Regions from separate parts of the Gasterosteus aculeatus genome. Here region 1 is linked to region 2. The links are chromatin contacts, called in public Hi-C maps. All regions are on one chromosome and are shown on one strand. Each heading gives the region's core, a stretch centred on a gene start, on an enhancer-like site or on the middle of the called end of the contact. The rest is flanking DNA. Distances are from core to core; before and after follow the strand shown.

Evidence for each region. A called contact is a pair of places that touch in the nucleus more often than the background predicts.
Region 1: a contact with region 2 is called in a Hi-C map of whole body, with 5 times the contacts expected there. The contact joins the enhancer-like site here to the promoter of pvrl2l in region 2. A contact is called at or near these places in 3 of 6 Hi-C or Micro-C datasets (skeletal muscle, tail fin and whole body).

Annotation. Positions count from the first base shown.
Region 1 is chr10:2,789,186-2,791,885 of fGasAcu3.hap1.1, forward strand. It overlaps pvrl2l (PVR cell adhesion molecule related 2 like), which reads left to right. Exons shown (of 10, transcript XM_040189452.2): 7 at 2,587-2,700. Among protein-coding and RNA genes, the nearest start is that of LOC144383502, 15 kb to the right of the region's middle. Within about 2 kb of position 1,281, at least 2 of the 9 cell types and tissues checked have open chromatin away from gene starts, as enhancers often do.
Region 2 is chr10:2,580,711-2,583,410 of fGasAcu3.hap1.1, forward strand. pvrl2l (PVR cell adhesion molecule related 2 like) reads left to right here and starts at 1,322. Exons shown (of 10, transcript XM_040189452.2): 1 at 1,322-1,809. The coding sequence starts at 1,725.

The DNA of each region.
Region 1 (2,700 bases), core at 31-2,530, 210 kb after region 2:
AATGAGGCCTTGGCTATTGATTTAACAATATCAATGTTTGATAATTCACATATATATATATTCCAACAACTCCAGCGCCGACTCGCTGATGAAGAAATTGAGCTGCATTTCAAATAAAGATTGACTGTAAAAGATGGAGTTGAATGGAGGAGAAGGGGGAGCTGGGATACGGATGTGTGGAGCACAGGCAGGAAGGGACAGTGGGCGGGTTCACTTATCGCTACACTCATCACTTCCACAGCATGTGGATGGTTGGAAACATTAACCAAGAAACTAGAGTAGAAGCAAAGTTTTTGAAGGTATCATTCCAGCTGGCAGGGAACATAATAATAACTTAATGGGCGAAACGTTTGCCAAAGCCGTGGATTTTCATCAGCTAGTGGTCTGAATGTTCTCCTCCACTAAAGCCAAAAGTAGAATTTATGGATGGGACACTTCTGCTAAACCTCCGGTTACGTTCAGTTAGAACATTTTCTTACATTTAATTCTAACATTTTCACTTCTAAAATAGCTGCACACGGCAACTACAGTGAGATTACGTTTGGGGAGACGATGGCAGTTGAGACCGATTATACAATATTCATAGGTTTGGTAAAGATTGTCAAACAGCGCCCTGTTTAAAGTCTTGTGAGGCTTCAGAATTCCGGTTTTCAGATGGAGCGCTGAGGCTCATGTGGCCATCGGCGTCTTGAGTGGCAAAGGAGCCTCGCTTCCTTTGTTTACTGTGCTCACATCTGTGGTCCTCTCGCGCAAACTCCAGCTACCAGCGTCATCATCCCTCACTACTTCTCAGAGCACGCCATCTCATTCCCTCGGAAACCTGTTGGCAACAGCTCTTGTTTTTCAGTGCTCTTTCAAACGCTTTATTAATAATGAACATCAGGCAAAATCAGGCAACTTTTGCTACTCGTTGTTTACTGATGCCGACGGGTATTTTCCCATAGCTATATTTGGTCAAGTGTTCTCTGGCCTTTCCGTGGATGCGCTCATGAACACAGGTGGATGGAAACCTCCACCCAAAGCGTGGTACCTCCCCTTGGGAGTGTATGAGGACAGTGGCCGGTGCTTCCTGCCTGTTCAGGGATGTAATGAGTAAGAAAGGTGCAAGTAATCCATCTTTTCTTCTTCTACTATCCTTGGGTGCTCTCCACTACCCTCCACCCCCACCCTGACCAATCGGTTGCCTGTCCTCCGCCCTCATCTTCCATAGCCAACCCCCTTCACTCCCACGCACACATCCAGCTTGCCTCCCGTGAAGGCCGCACGTCGCCGGTGGAAGCGTCCCGTTGACATGCATCTTGTGTGCTTGTGCCCCGCCTCCCATCTGTCTCTCACCGCCTTCACCCCTCCTCCCTCCCCTCCTTCTTTCCTACCTCATCCTCTACTGCATCTGGATATTTGTCCCCTCTCTCCTTTGTTTTCAAGTTTTCTTTAAGCTTTCCTTTCCTCATCTCTCTCTCCCTCCTAGAGGTCCGTTAAAGCTTGGACCAGAACCCCACCTGCTGGCGAGATGGAGGAGGAAACACACCCAGTCTTTTGTTATGATGAAAGACGTAGTTTCAGCTTCTCTGACTCATGACTCGTTGCAACTAGCTATGCATGTTGTTACATTTATTTTCGGCAACCCCAAATTACAATGAAGGTTGATTGAAATTAGTTTGGGAAGTGATCAAAATTGTGTTGTGTATGTTTTGTTTCTCGTGATCTGTAAGCTGTGGGTTATTTGACCAAAGGATAAGCAGCAGCAGTAAGGATAAGGAGGACGTCACTTCTGCTTGCTTGATTTTTTTTAATATATTCAATTTCATTCTGATGTGTTTCACGAGCTGCAGTACAAGGGAAGACTCAACACCGCAAAGAACATTGCAGTGCAAAGACTGATTCATCCCCAGTGAAGAATCATACGCGCGTCAGCTAAAATGCACTACGTAGTGAAACCAAACGAGTGCAAATCACGGGGGCAGTTATCCTTTTATCATCTCTGTATCAAACGTGACAGCGTTTACTTCGCCACCGGTGATGAAATATGATTTTCCCAACAAAGAGGACCCAAACAACCTGTGGAAAAATTCCACCCTACCTTTGTTGCTGCCGCCAAAATCCCCGCTGCAGCCGGTGATTGTGCTCAAGCATTCGTGGTGGTGGCTGCTGTTGTGTGCAGCTGCTGTCAGCCTTGTTTGAAATAAAAAAAGCACTGCTTGTAATAAGATGCTTTTACAGTCGAGTTAGAGGCCTCGCAAGCCGTCAGCGAATCACAAATTGGCTCTTAATTGAAAGGAGAGGTCGAGGTCGGCGTGACACGCAGCTGATGAAGCTGCACACCAAAGAACGGCGGCGTTAGTGAGCGTTCGGGACCCAACGGGCGGCTTTTAGCTGAGCATTATTCTGAATGCTGAGTAGAAACTATTGATTACCTGCGTATCATCGCAGCTGTGATTACTCATGACGCTTACACATATTCCATTAGACGCCAACTCGCTGCTGCGTGCGTGGCGTTTTTGTTGCTCGGCTACGGACGGTATCAGCGCCGATTAGTGATTCCAATGAAACGAATCCTCTCTTGTTTTTCTTCTCACCCTGAACCAGATACGGAGCGGCGGATGACTCCGGGCCCGTCGTCAGGCGCTGTCATCGGAGGGATCCTCGGCACACTCGCCGCCATCGGCATCGCCGTTGCCAGCGTCTTCTACATCCGCAAGT
Region 2 (2,700 bases), core at 72-2,571:
GTCTCAGCCAATCTGCCCGTGTTACTTATGTCAACAGCAACTCCGCCGCAGTCGACTTCAAAGACGTTCTCCTTATCGTCCCCGGCAGAAGGGAGAACGAAGGGAGAACGAAGGGAGAACGTCCTCTCCGTGCGGCGGAGTGGGCTCTGTTTATTTACCTCCGACGCTCCCGCATTTGAAACATTTCTGTCTTTGAAAGAAAAACAAACCTCGGCGCATCGCTCTTTCTAAGCAGGGGACGACAAAGATGGCAGAATCCATCACGTGCGCACGTCTCTTGTACTTGTGTGTGCGTGTGTGTTTTGATGTAATAGATAAAACACACAAGTGAGTCAGGATTTAGATCTAAATCGAGATTAAGTGAATAATGTGTTTACACCCTTTTAGAGCACATCTCCGATCATATTGTGCAACTTTCAAACAACATCAACATGCAAATGCTTAAGGTTTTCATTAATATCCCTAGATTGTTATCATTTGCAGGTGACAGTTTATGGTCTCTTGGTTGTATCTTTTCTTCCTCGTTGTCCTGTAATATTGCCATGGCATCCTCCTCCTACGTTGCAGCTATTTTACCTCTACTGGACTCGTTTGACTGTATTAATGCTGAATTCTTCTTTTGAACGGTACAAACATCTCTTTGTTTTTGTTGCCAGTTACGTGTGCAGGCTAATTGTCTCTGCACAGAAGCAGTATTTCTCTTTGTGTTACCTCTCCTAAGGTTTCCTCCGCTCTCTCATTAACGAGGGGCTTCGTGGGCTTCTTAGAAAGCGCGTGCTGGGGGAGCTGTTGATGTGATGTGCCAGTGAAGCCCACTGAGGTCCCCACTCAAGGACACGCTGCCAACGTTTTATTCATATGCTTACATACAGGCGGATTCTCTTGGGAGACATCAACGTTGTTTTGAAAATACCATTAGAGGTTTCCGAGTTGCTAAGGCATCGAGACACTGCTTTGGGTGTTCATGAAAACAATTCCATCATTTCCATATAAAAGCGGTTGGAAAATGAAAGGATTCTAGTAAACATGTATAATATCCACCTTTGTAAAGTAGAGGAGTAAAAGAAATACGCACGTAAAGTAAATTGTACAGAAGTATAGAAGTTGAGTAAATGTGTAGCTTCACTCCACCAAATGATTCCCTTGTTCATTAAGATATCATCCAGTATTGTCTCTAATCAACGGAATGACGGATGACGGCACTAAAACACACAACGCCTGTGTGTTTGTTTGGGACCCCCACCCCCCCTCCACCCCCCCCCCCCCCCCCCGCATCTCTCTGTTGCGGCTCGCGTCCTCTTGGTGACGCTCTGCTGACATCACCGTGGTGCTCCGCGCTCAGCCGCCGCGCCGCGCCGCACATCCCGCTCCGTCCTCTGCGCGGCCAGACGCACCGTGACGCGCACCAACCAGCCGCGTAGCTTTACCTGTCCGGCCCCTTTCTTCTGCTTCTTCTTCTTCTTCTTCGTCCAGTGAAAGTCGGACGGAGGAAGTGAACGCGCTCCTGGTCGGAGAGAGACAGCGGACGGACACACCGGCAACGACAAGCCGCAACTTGCAGATTCCCGCCCCCGGCCCAGTCTGCGCTCCACTCCGCAAGTTTCTCGAGTCGATCCGAGAAGGAATAACCGAGCTCGCTCCGACACCCGCCAACTCCCCACGCCGCAGAAACAACGCGGCGCAGTGGTGGATATTAAGGTCCAGCTCGTGTTCCGCGCGGAAGAATGGCGAGAGATCACGCAGCGCGCCGCCCGGTCCCTCCGGGGAGGAACGCTTGGCTGGCGGCGGCGATCTTCCTCGCGGTCCAAGGTAAGGCAACTCCCCCCCCTGTCCTGCTGTCCCCCTGTCCCCCCTGTCCCCCTGTCCCCTCTGTGCCCGCTCTTCCACCTGCGTTGTGCGCGCGTAATGTACCGCACTTGTCTGTGACCTGTTGTAAAGAAACAGAAGGAACAAAAGTTGACCGCGTTTAAGCACTATGCCGGTGTGTGTGTGTGTGTGTGTGTGGGTGTGTGTGTGTGTGTGTGGGTGTGTGTGTGTGTGTGTGTGTGTGTGTGTGTGTGTGTGTGTGTGTGTTCTGGGGAGCGAGGTGTGGCCCTGCTGGCCTGGTGCCCCTTGTTGTTGTGGTCCTGATTCCTCACTGCTTCAGACTGTTCAGGGAAACAACTAATCCTCTCAACTAAACCTCTTTAACAACGCGGCTCACCTGTAATCTGTGTTTACCTGCGTGTGCGTTGGGGGGGGGGGGGGGGTTGATTACCGGGCATTACGGTAATGGCAGCAGTCGGTGCTGGTTTGTGGCCCCTCAGAGAGGCTGAGAGCCCTGAATAAATATCACCTCCGTGTCTGCAGCGCGGGGGGCAGTTATTACTAACGTCTCCCTGCATAACTCTCAGATCAACGATAGTCCTATTCCGCTATAAGACACATGGGTATGTTCACAAGTTAATTAAACACTTGATATATTTTCCCCAAGAAGGACATGATGTTGAATTAAGATTCAGCCTCAGTCCCAACAAAAAGCTCTGCGTTCTTCCCCTCGAACCACTTTAAATCCGACAAACTCCCCATGAAGGGAACTTTGTTTGTTTGTGTCATCATGGGAAATGTTCACAATGATGAAGTATTGATGAGCTCCTGTACCAGAAGAGACGCATAATGTTTAGAGCAAGCCGTTACAAATGTCATTTAATATTAAGATTT